2 separate regions of the Mus musculus genome follow, and region 1 is linked to region 2. The links are chromatin contacts, called in public promoter capture Hi-C maps. All regions are on one chromosome and are shown on one strand. The core of a region is the stretch at or near the end of the contact, and the rest is flanking DNA. Distances in the headings are between cores, read along the strand shown. Region 1 holds the start of Rskr (ribosomal protein S6 kinase related). Region 2 holds the start of Dhrs13os (dehydrogenase/reductase (SDR family) member 13, opposite strand).

Region 1 (5,704 bases), core at 2,238-4,737, 260 kb after region 2:
ACAACCTTCTCCCTAATGCTATTTATAAGGCAAGTCTTTTCTTGGGGTGTGGGAGAATGGGATTTAGGCAGGGCCTTGTAAGTGATATGCACTCTACCAATTTTCATCCCCACATTTATACAGCAAGACTTATTTTTCCATCCCTAGCCACTTAGCTTCTGACCAGAGGGAGGGCATTGTGATTTGAGCTGGAACAGCTTGCCTAGCTTAGCAAAGACCGTTGCTTCAGTTCCCTCTTGCTTCAATTCTTCTACAGAAGACCTGTGATTTACTTTTAAGTTGTTTTTTTAAGAGATGTATAGTTGAGTTATTGGCCGCTCTATCCTATAGGTGGTTCTAAGGCCCCAGAGTTCCTGCCAGTCTGGGAGACAGCTAGCCCTCCGCCTCTTCAGCAAAGTCCGGCCACCTGTTGGTGGTATCTCTGTTAAGGAACACTTTGAGGTTAGTAAACAATGCCTTGGGAACTCTTGGTCAAAGGTTAGCTCAAAACTAACTAGTTATAACTGTTAAACTAGTTAGTAATCAAAGACAGGGCTAGTACTTGAGCTTAATTGTTTCTTCACCTCTTTCCCTCTCAGGTAAATGTGGTGCCTCTCACCATCCAGCTGTCCCACCGGTTCTTCCATAGAATGATGGGCTTTTTCTTTCCTGGTCGAAATGTAGAAGATGATGAAGTTGGTGATGAAGAGGATAAGTCCAAACTGGTGACTACTGGTAAGAATTGGTTATGTTGGAATGCCAGGAATATGGAGTGGCAGCCTAAAGCAGCTTCAGGAAGAGAGTCACTGTTGGTTTGCATGCTTTTTCACAGGAATACCAGTTGTAAAGCCTCGGCAGCTGATAGCAACAGATGATGCAGTACCACTGGGCTCCGGGAAGGGCGTGGCACAGGGCTTGACCAGGAGTTCTGGAGTCAGAAGATCATTTCGCAAATTACCTGAGGTATGGCATATGAAAATCAGAGAACCTAAATGTGGTGGTCCACTATAATTTCAACACTTGAGGACAGGAGCTGGAAGATAAGTCCAAGGGCAGCTTGGACTGTATGAGATCCTATCTCAAAAAAGGCAAAAGAAGCCTAGCATGGGGGCACACACCTTTAATCTCAGCACTTGGGAAGCAGAGGCAGGCCAGGAATGATATACAAAGAAACCCTGTTGCTACCAAAACAAAACAACAAAAAGCAAAAGAAACAAAAAGGTAGGGGCTGGTGAGATGGCTCAGTGGGTAAGAGCACCCGACTGCTCTTCCGAAGGTCCAGAGTTCAAATCCCAGCAACCACATGGTGGCTCACAACCATCCGTAGCGAGATCTGACTCCCTCTTCTGGAGTGTCTGAAGACAGCTACAATGTACTTCCATATAATAAATAAATAAATCTTAAAAAAAAAAACAAAAAAAGAAACAAAAAGGTAAAAACATTTTAGTATGTTTAGATTTTTTAAATGGGTATTAATAGTTTCTGTGGACCTGGGTGGGTGTTGTTCCTTTGGTCTTAAGTCTTCTCCAGGACTGAGAGTGGAGTAATTTAGCATCTTGGGTTGCTCTGGTGGTTTTAGGGCTTATGCTCCTTTTCTGTCTTTCCCAGCACCCAGTTGATGATATTGACAAGATGAAAGAGCGAGCTGCCATGAACAACTCCTTCATATATATAAAAATCCCACAAGTTCCACTGTGTGTCAGTTATAAGGTATATTCCATCCCAGCACTTAGAGTAGGAAGGGGACTAAAGATTATAGACAGGGTGACAGTTGGGCTTCCTGTGAAAGTGGGCCATGGGTGACAAACCTGTCCTGCTTTCTGCAGGAGTCAGCCCCATCACCAGAATGGGAGGGAATTCAAATATGTCGGTTGCTGTTGTAGGAATTCTACTCAGAGTTCTGGCTTAGATTCAAAATGGCAGCTCTTTTCCCTCTTTCTCTTCCTGTTGCAGGGTGAGAAGAACAGTGTGGACTGGGGCGACCTTAACTTGGTGCTACCCTGTCTGGAGTACCACAACAACACGTGGACATGGCTGGACTTTGCCATGGCTGTCAAAAGGGACAGCCGAAAAGCTCTGGTTGCCCAGGTATCTCGCCAGGGCTCATGGCTGTTTCGTTAGCAGGGACTGGCAAGCACATTGCCTTTTTAAGAGCCTTCTCTTCTGTGCTGTATTAAGAGATGGCCAGGAAAGGGGCAGATAATGACTGATCTGTCCTTGTTTGTCCATGCCTTTGCCCTGGTATGCTAGTGACTCATTAATTTTGAGGGAATTAAGGGCTTCTACAACATCAGCTTTATGATGGTTCTGATTAGATTGTAAGCTTCTTACAAGCAGACTATTATCTATATACTTTGAAGTGCCCTTTTGTGTTTACATATAAGCTTAATAAATCTTTGAATTGGTTCACTTTAAATTGTACACCCCGTTTCACTAATTTTTCCTTTCCTTTTATTCCTTTCCACTGCCAGGTAATCAAAGAAAAACTAAGGCTGAAACCTGCAACGGGGTCTGAGGTCCGGGGAAAGCTAGAAACAAAGTGTGACCTGAACATGCAACAGCAGGAAGAAGAGAAAGCTCGGCTCCTCATTGGTTTAAGTGTGGGCGACAAGAACCCTGGCAAGAAGTCCATCTTCGGCAGGCGCAAGTGATGTGGAGACCCAAGTGACTACAGTATAGAATTGACTCTGGCTCAGGATCCAGGGACTTGAGGGTGGGCAGAGCTTCCCTTCATCCTGCAGGATTTGTGGGGCATATGGGAACTGAGAGACATTGTTCAACAGCTGGCCTGTCCCTGCAGGGCATGGTGGACAAAGCGCTGGGTTCCCTCTCATGGGATTAGACCCAGGGCCACAGGGGCAAGAAAACCAGAAGACCCAGGGATTGTGTCCAAGCCTAGTATCCTGCTCTTTCGGGGCAACAGAAAGGGTTGGGGGATAGTTTTGATCAAGTATGATAAATTTTTATAAAGATATATATATATAAAACATATATATATATTTCTAAATGTAATTGCTCTCCCTTTGTGCCAATAAGCTAAGGGAAGGAGTCTGATCCTCTGTGCCTCACTCCACTGCCTTGTTGTCTAAGAGGTGTTGGGTTTGGGGGATAAACTTCCCAGTCTGTGCTCACTTGGGAGGATGGCATTAGGAGCCAGGGCTGGCCATGGGTACCTTACTTTCCTCCCTGGGGTATGCCCAGGAGAATGGAGAAAAAAGAGATTTAAAGAAAAAATATTTTAAATTTGATGTTGGCCTTTTTTAATTGTATTGAGTAAAAGCGTTCAAGTTGTCTGTGTCCTTCCCTCCTCACTAACCCAACACATTTTTTAACTGCCCCAGTAATGACTGGTCTTGTCTTTCTCCTCTGCCTTGAAGTCTTACCACAATCACATATACTTCCCAGTTTGGGTATGATGCTGACCTAAAGCTGATGGGTCTGTGTACACTGGAAGAGGTGGGGCTCATGGGTAATGCAGCATCAGAGGGAGGAATTGCTTATGTAACTTGGACAACAGATTTAGCAGCGCGAAAAGAGGCAGAGGCTGGAAATGGGAGCAGTAAGCTGTCGGCAGGGACAACACACCCGGGTGTCTGCTCCTCAGAAGGTAGGGTATGGGGCTCTGGTATAGGCTCTGGCTGCCTATGGGAGGGAAATGAAAGATGTAGGGGCCTGAGGCTAGAAAGTGCCCAGTTAGGAGACTGTCACTGATATCCATTGTTGGGGTGGGCATAAAGGCTATAGAACTCACTTATGCACAGGTTGTATTCCTGTTTTGTTGTGAAAACATAAACCTGTTATTGTCATGGAGATTTTGAATTAAGTCAAGGAAATTTAGGTCACATCACAAAGCCTGGGAATTTTCCTTCCCTCTAGATAAGTGGTTGTCAGCATGTGTGTTGTGACTCCTTTCACACGGGTTACATTAGATATCCTGCATATCAGGTACTTATACTGCAGTTATGAAGTAACAGTTTTATGGTTGGGGGTCACCACAGCATTGGTTAAGACTAGAGGAAGGGGTGCCTGTTAAGATGGGCAGAACCTGCAGTGCTTCATGAGCAGGCTTAGAATGGCTCCCTTCTCAGCAGGGTGACAACATCCAGGGTCACTGGGTCCAAGGCTGGAAGAGCCTCTGGTGTGGTATGGGGACCATCAGGTCAGGTCTGGAAGAACTATGGGGACTACAGAGGCATCAGTGCCTACATCAGGAGCTGCTCCAGCCAGCCCCACTGCTACTAGAGAAGCCTCAGTCTGAGTGGCCAGTGCCTCAGTTCATCAGCCTCTTTCTACCAGAGTTTCCCGTGAGGCCTGTTAGGGAGCAGCAGGAGCTGAAGGTAGGTCACCATAGCCCCTGGGAAGTGTCTGTTTTAGGGAGGAATCTACAAACAACCAGTCTCAGTTTCCCTCTTCTTTGTTCAGATTTTAGGCCTTGTGGCTAAAGGTTCGTTTGGAACTGTCCTGAAAGTGCTAGATTGTGCCCAGAAAGCTGTATTTGCAGTGAAGGTAGGAAGTCAAGCGATGTAGCTTACTCAGTAGATCCTGTTTACAATCTTTAGTTCCAGAGATTAGGGGGAACAAGTTAAAATAGCATGATTTTCATGAGTTACCATGCCTCTACACTTATAGGTGGTGCCCAAAGTAAAAGTTCTACAGCGGGATACGCTGAGGCAGTGCAAAGAAGAGGTTAGCATCCAGGTATGCAGAGTTCTGAAAGCATGGCTGGAGACCTGAATTTGTTGGAGAAAGTACCTTTTTCCAACTTACCTGGTTTTCTTGGGTCTACCTTCCCTGTATGTGTCCGTCCTGGAGTAGATAGCACCAAAGTAAATCCTGAGAAAAGTAGTTATTAGCTGAGGACAAGCTCCAAGTTCTGCCAGGGGACTCTACAGTGTATCGTGGTGTGCTCCTAAGCAGTGTGCTGGCTCCAAGGTTTTCCAAGAGTCCTAAATGAGTTCTGAATCAGAAGGTGAAGCAGCAGTTCACTTCTACACAAGGCAACATGTGATTTCTTAGCTGCCTTTATCATCAAGAAGCTTGTTTTCCTAACTTGCTGTTTTCTTTGTCCATAGCGACAGATCAACCATCCTTTTGTACACAGTTTGGGGGACAGCTGGCAGGGGAAACAACACCTCTTTATTAGTGAGTGACTGAGCTTTGTCTTCACCCCCAAAGATCCATATACTGCCCTCCCCACCTGACATTATTCTGCCTTTGTTTGGCTCCACTCCTCATAACATTTCTATATTCCAAAAGAGGGAAACAGATGGTGGCATTAGTTTGGGCAGGAGGTCCATAATGCCTTGAGCCTAGGCATTATGTATAGACCTCAGTATTGCCTAGACTTGTGTTACTTTGCAGTGTGTAGCTACTGCAGCATGGATCTCTACTCCCTGTGGTCTACTGTTGGTTGGTTTCCAGAGGATTCTATCCGTCTCTTTGCAGCTGAACTGGTCCTTGTACTGTGTAAGTGCAAATGTGGTAAAGGAAATAAAAAGGGGGAAATTAAGTTAGTGGGGAGGAGAAACAGAATTAATATTTAATTTTGGAAGTCAGGATAGAGGAGAGATAGGGGCTACAAAGAAACTGGCAGACACACCCATGCCCACTGTTCTCCACAGGCTATCTCCACGACTTGGGTATCATCCACCGTGATGTAAAGGTAGAGTTAAGTCTTTTCTCTTAAGTTGAGCAAGGATCTCAAGAAGTTTCCACAGATCTGAGA
Region 2 (5,698 bases), core at 274-2,773:
TAGAAAAATCTGTGTTCTGGCACTATTCTAACTAGTACCTATTCATATATTCAAGTCTGTTGATAGGGCTAGAAGACGAGCTTTACATCCACAGCGTCTATAGTTGTGCTCCAAGAACACAGTGCAGTATTAAATAGGGAATTCCCTGGTCTCAGAAATCTGACCCTGACTCCCACATATAGTTGTATTCTTGTCCCTGCCACTCTGCTTCCACTTCAGGAAGGACTTCTTAAACCTCCAAAGGCAGAAAGGAACTACCTGTCCTTCACTGTCCTAGGCAAGGTCCTGCTTGGAATGCCCACATCCCTAGCTGTCCCTGCCCAGCTTACCCTCAGTCACTGTTTCCAGAGTAATGGAGTGTCTACCTACCTAGTCTTGCTACCTGTGAACCGTTCTAGAAACAAATTACCGCCTTTTCGAAAGCAGAGGTCATGGAGTAACAACCATGTAATACCCACTGTTTCGGAGTTTGAGGAAGGAGGATCTCAAATTTAAGGCCACCATGGGCCTAGGGAAACCACCTCCAAAATCGACAGGGAAAGGGGTGGGGTCACAAAGTTAGGAAATCACATGGTTGAATCCTGACAACCCTGTCAGTGCCAGCATAAGAAGCCTCATGCCTCTGGCCTGTAACGGGAAATGTCCTAGAAGAGCAGCGGAGGGCTGGATAATGAAAGAATGAGAAAAGAGTCGCTTCATTGAGGAAAAGGCATCCAGGACTCGACTCCAGACACACGAGCCCATTCATGTACACAGGACTCCAGACTGAGAGACTGCTACATACTCACACCTAGAGTAAACAGAGATGTTCATTCAGTCACACGCGTTGGTGGAGACTACAGATGCATGCACAGCCTGGAGGACTCCCGCGATGGGCACAGACACCTACGCAGTGCTCTCACCGCCGGCGCCCGCCCAGAATCCAGAAGCACGCCCAAAGCCTGAGCGGAGATCTCAGGGCCCTAGGCATGCACACACCCACCCGTCCCTCAGGCAGATGTTTCCGGGTACTTACCGAGCACGCGTTCCCGGGAGTTCGCAAGCCTAGAGGGCGCTCCCAGGACTCCAAGGTGTTTCTCCTAGGCACGCCGCCAGGGCACGCAGGCGCACGCCTAGGGGGCGCTCGCAGGGGCCACGCGTGCGCGCACACCCCTGCCCAGCCTGCCGCCGCCCTCGCGAGGCCGAGGCGGGAGCGACGAGGCCCGGGCGGGAATCGGGAGCACTGCCGGCATGGAGATGCTGCTGCTGGGCGCCGGGCTGCTGCTGGGCGCCTACGTGCTTGTCTACTACAACCTGGTGAAGGCCCCGTCGTGCGGCGGCATCGGCAGCCTTCGGGGCCGCACGGTCGTGGTCACTGGTGAGTGCGCGCGAGCGGGCGGCGGGGAGGCCGGGCGGGTGGCCGCGGCCCGACCGGCTGAGCTGGCTCCCACCCGCCGCCCGCAGGCGCCAATAGCGGCATCGGAAAGATGACAGCGCTGGAGCTGGCGCGCCGGGGAGCGCGCGTGGTGCTGGCCTGCCGCAGCCGGGAGCGCGGGGAAGCGGCCGCTTTCGACCTCCGTCAGGTGAGACCATAGGGGAATGCGGGAGGCGGGTGAGCCCGGGACGCGGAGGGCGGAGCAGAGCGACGGAGGAATCAAGATCTGAGAGGAGAGAGCCTCACTATCCCTTAAACAGAGAGGAAGATGCAGGGACTGCTGTGGTCTTTAATCTTGAGAGCTTTAAGAATCAGAGTTAATGAAGTCAGGTGTGGTCCCAGCACCGGGCTGCGAGCTCAAGGCCAGCCTTGGCAAAGGCGACAAAGAAGGAAGGGTTAGGATAATGAAGAGATGCAGAAAGAACAGCAGGTGCAAATGCCCTGAGACTAGAGAGTCTAATTGGAGAGACAGGGGGCGGGAGATGAAGCAAGGAATAAAAGGAATGTCCTGAAGTGGTTCTGAGCCACAGCCAGCTTCTGAAGGCCCTTCCAAATACCATCGAGTTGAAGACAGCTGAGCAGAGAAGACACTTCAGTAGGCTCTGGACCATCCTGATGGCTTTTTCAGATGAATTTCTTAGAACTGTGCGGTGTCTAGACTGCAGAGGACAGGAGTGAGAGGGTCACATACCTTTAATCCTAGCACTTGAGAGGCAGAGACAGGTAGATTTCTGTGAGTTGAAGACCAGCTTGGGCTACATCCTAAGACTCTGTCTCAAAATAAACAAGCAAACAAATAAAATAAATTTTTTTTAAAAAGGTGTGTAAGAGAAGACCACAGTCTCTTAGGAAAAGTTTGTTACAGCAGGACATGCTGGTGCACACCTGTAATTCCAGCCCTGAAGAGGCTGAGGAAGGGAGATCATGAGTTCCAAGGCAGTCTGAGCTACGTAGCAAGATGCTGTCTACAACAGGTGAAAGGCTGTAATTGATTTTTATGGTAAATGATAATAAAAACAAGGGATGTTAATGGCAAATACCTGCACGCTGCTGACTGGGTATTTAATATATATTAACTCTAGCTCAGGCAGGCCTTGAACTGGTGACAAAAGGGTAGCTAGGATAACCAATGTGTGCCACCACACCAGACATACATGTATTTTATCTGATTTAACTCTCCCAGCTTTTTTTTCCAGTAGAAAGTATTATTATTGCTGTTAATATTATTACTATCCTCTCATTTTTCAGTAAGAGAACAGAGGCCCAAAAGATATTCAGTATCACGTCTGAAGTCACACTCTAGTTAGGGGCAAAGTCAAGATTTGAATCCACACACCCATTACACGCTGATGCATAGAGGCAGGTTTTAGTCATAGGTGGGTAGACTCTCAGAAGCCTGGAAAGAGGGAGGAGAAGGGAGATACCCAGTAACAATCCTAGCCCTTGCTGCTCCACAGGAAAGTGGAAACAATGAGGTCATCTTCATGGCCTTGGACTTGGCCAGTCTGGCCTCCGTGCAGGCCTTTGCCACAGCCTTCTTAAGCTCTGAGCCAAGGCTGGACGTCCTCATCCACAATGCAGGTGAGGAGTAGCAGGCCCTGTGGGAGGGCGGCGGGGAGCCTGGAGAGGCAGACCCTCCAGCAGACACATCTCACAAGTGGGGATTCTAAGACCTGTGGGACACCTATGACAGCACCTCATGCCTAGCTTCTGCTCTAGGGATCAGCTCCTGTGGCCGGACTCGGGAAACCTTTAACCTGCTGTTGCGAGTGAACCATGTTGGCCCTTTTCTGCTGACGCACTTGTTGCTACCCCGCCTGAGGTCATGTGCCCCCAGCCGTGTGGTAATAGTGTCATCGGCTGCCCACCGACGTGGTCGTCTCGACTTCACACGTCTGGACTGCCCAGTGGTGGGCTGGCAGCAGGAGCTTCGGGCGTACGCTGACAGCAAACTAGCCAACGTGCTGTTTGCCCGGGAGCTTGCCACCCAGCTTGAGGGCACTGGTGTTACCTGCTATGCGGCCCACCCAGGTGAGGCCTGACTGACGGCTCTTCCTTACTTCTCTAGCATCTTTGTATGTTACTATGTGCCTCCATACCCCCAGTCTCCTATTGAGTCACAGAATGGAAACATGGTCAAAGGGAAACCTGTTCCTTGCTGATCTTGGGAGCAGACTTTCTTCTCATCTGTTTTCTTCCTTGCTCACCTTCACGCTTGGATGCTGACCACTGGCTTGGGGATAAAACAAGATCCTGATGATAATATAGAGGGCTGCGGCTGCAGCTGATAGGTAGAACACATGTCCTAGTATAGGCCAAACCCTGAGCTTCTGCTCTTTGGTTTAGGATGTTTGGTTGGTTGGTTGTTTGGTTGATTTGGTTTTGAGACAGGATCTCACTGTGTAGACTAAGCTGGCCTGGAGTTTGCTTTGTAGGCAAGGCTGGCCTCAAACATCCAAAGACCTGCCTGCTTCTGTCTCCAGAGTGCTGGGATCAAAGGTATGGAACATCATTCCTGGCTTAGTTTAGTGTGTGTGTGTGTGTGTGTGTGTGTGTGTATGTGTATGTGTTAGTTTTCTCTGCATGGCTATATACTGTAGTGGTGGCAGTGCCCACAGACGTAAGATTCTCCTAGCACTGGTGTTACGGATGGTTGTGACCTTCCTTCCATGTGGGTGCTAAGAACCAACCTAGGGGCTGGAGAGATGGCTCAGCGGTTAAGAGCACTGACTGCTCTTCCAGAGGTCCTGAGTTCAGTTCCCAGTAGCCACATGGTGGCTCACAACCATCTGTAATGGGGTCTGATGCCCTCTTCTGGTGTGTTTGAAAATAGCTACAGTGCACTCATATGAATAAAAAAATAAATAAAATCTTTAAAACCAAAAACCCAGGTCCTCTACAAGAGCAGCGAGTACTCTTAACCACTGAGCCATCTGGTTGTTCTAGCTGTTTGTTGGCATTTTATTTTGTTCTGTTTTTTGTTTTAGTTTTGATGGGGGAGGGGGGTGGTTGAGACAGTTTTCTGGAATTCTGGGTAGCTCAGTCAAGCCTCAAATTCACCCCAAACTTCTTGCCTCATATTTAGATTTCCCATATAAGCCACCACACCAAGCTAAGATTGGGTTTGGTCCCCAACACCACTGAAAAGACAAGTCAGGGCGGTGGTGATGATAAGTACGGTGCCATCCAGTCAAGGATCCCTTTCTTTATGGAACCTACTATACAGTAGGCATGATTTATGTGCTGGGACAAAAGTAGTGAGGCCGCCTTGGTCTGTAAGACCCCGTCTCTCTGAGAGAAGACAAAGCAAACACCAAGGACCTCGCCCTCATATCCCATGACAAGTGGCGATAACATCCGGAGAGAGACACTAGGGAAAGATAAACAGGAAAAGAGGGACCTTCTCAGATGTAACGTTTTTATTTTGTCAGTGGCTGTCAAGGAAGACACTTGGTTAGAATTGAACACAGATCTGAAAGAGATAAAGGGATCTTTGAAGCTCAGAACTTGAATAAGGAGCACAGAGGCAGGTGTTGCTAATGTGCTGCAGGAGGCTGGTGTGCCTAGAACGGAGGAGGAGGAGACATGGGCTGGTGAATCATCTTTGTCCTTAGACAATAGGCTACAATAGACAGGGCTCGCCTAGATCATCGTACTAACATCTTAGAAAACCGTTGTTTGGGGCTTCTTTGTAATCGCACTGATAATAATGCTATTAACCTTTATTAAGCTCTTGTTACAATTACAGATCCCCAGTGTTAAAAAAAAAAAACGGTGGCTGATATACTATAGGTTCTTAAAAATGATGGCTAAACAAAGGAATGGGGCTCAAGATAGATGAAAAGCTGGTATGAATTAGGCACTGTGGTACCCCCAGTGGGAAGCTGAGGCAGGTGTATTGCTGCCAGTTCGAGGTTAGACTGAATTTACAGAGGCGTGAGACTCTTTCTCAGAAAGAAAGGAAAGGACCAGGGATGTAGCTCAGTTGATAGAGTACTAGACAGCAGGTACACAGCCCTGGGTTCAAGTCACTAGCACCAAAAGCGGGGACAATAGCGATTAAACAGCAAAGAACATAGAACACACATAAGCACAGCCTAGGAGATGGGACTATACAGGCCGTTAGGCTGGTAGGAAGGCTTTCTGTAGGAAATGGGTTAAATCACCTTGTGGGGCCCCTGAATACCTGGTAGACACTTTCCCTGGAAGCAGATTCTACCGTCTGATCCTAGCTGGTTTTTTTCCCTGCCTGATGCCTGGGCCCCCATTGCCTTCCTCCACAAA

The links. Capture Hi-C pulls out chosen DNA fragments and counts their contacts.
Region 1: a contact with region 2 is called in a promoter capture Hi-C map of adipose tissue. The contact joins the promoter of Rskr here to the promoter of Dhrs13os in region 2. A contact is called at or near these places in 11 of 39 promoter capture datasets (the C10 cell line, cranial neural crest, embryonic stem cells and 6 more), 5 of 484 Hi-C or Micro-C datasets (embryonic stem cells and nephron progenitors) and 4 of 9 other capture datasets (adipose tissue, embryonic stem cells, liver and 1 more).

The regions. Positions count from the first base shown.
Region 1 is chr11:78,287,354-78,293,057 of GRCm38.p6, forward strand. It overlaps Rskr (ribosomal protein S6 kinase related), which reads left to right and starts at 3,488. Exons shown (of 12, transcript NM_001287206.1): 1 at 3,488-3,586; 2 at 4,071-4,316; 3 at 4,402-4,485; 4 at 4,609-4,677; 5 at 5,052-5,121; 6 at 5,341-5,445; 7 at 5,601-5,641. The coding sequence starts at 3,530. It overlaps 2610507B11Rik (RIKEN cDNA 2610507B11 gene), which reads left to right. Exons shown (of 39, transcript NM_001002004.2): 33 at 1-29; 34 at 331-441; 35 at 579-714; 36 at 812-942; 37 at 1,588-1,689; 38 at 1,933-2,067; 39 at 2,451-3,272. The coding sequence ends at 2,630. Gm3948 (predicted gene 3948) reads right to left here. Exons shown (of 4, transcript NR_166889.1): 4 at 5,490-5,704.
Region 2 is chr11:78,031,142-78,036,839 of GRCm38.p6, forward strand. Dhrs13os (dehydrogenase/reductase (SDR family) member 13, opposite strand) reads right to left here and starts at 1,524. Exons shown (of 2, transcript NR_152257.1): 1 at 1,016-1,524; 2 at 1-790. It overlaps Dhrs13 (dehydrogenase/reductase (SDR family) member 13), which reads left to right and starts at 1,172. Exons shown (of 5, transcript NM_183286.2): 1 at 1,172-1,357; 2 at 1,444-1,562; 3 at 2,872-2,995; 4 at 3,134-3,445. The coding sequence starts at 1,231.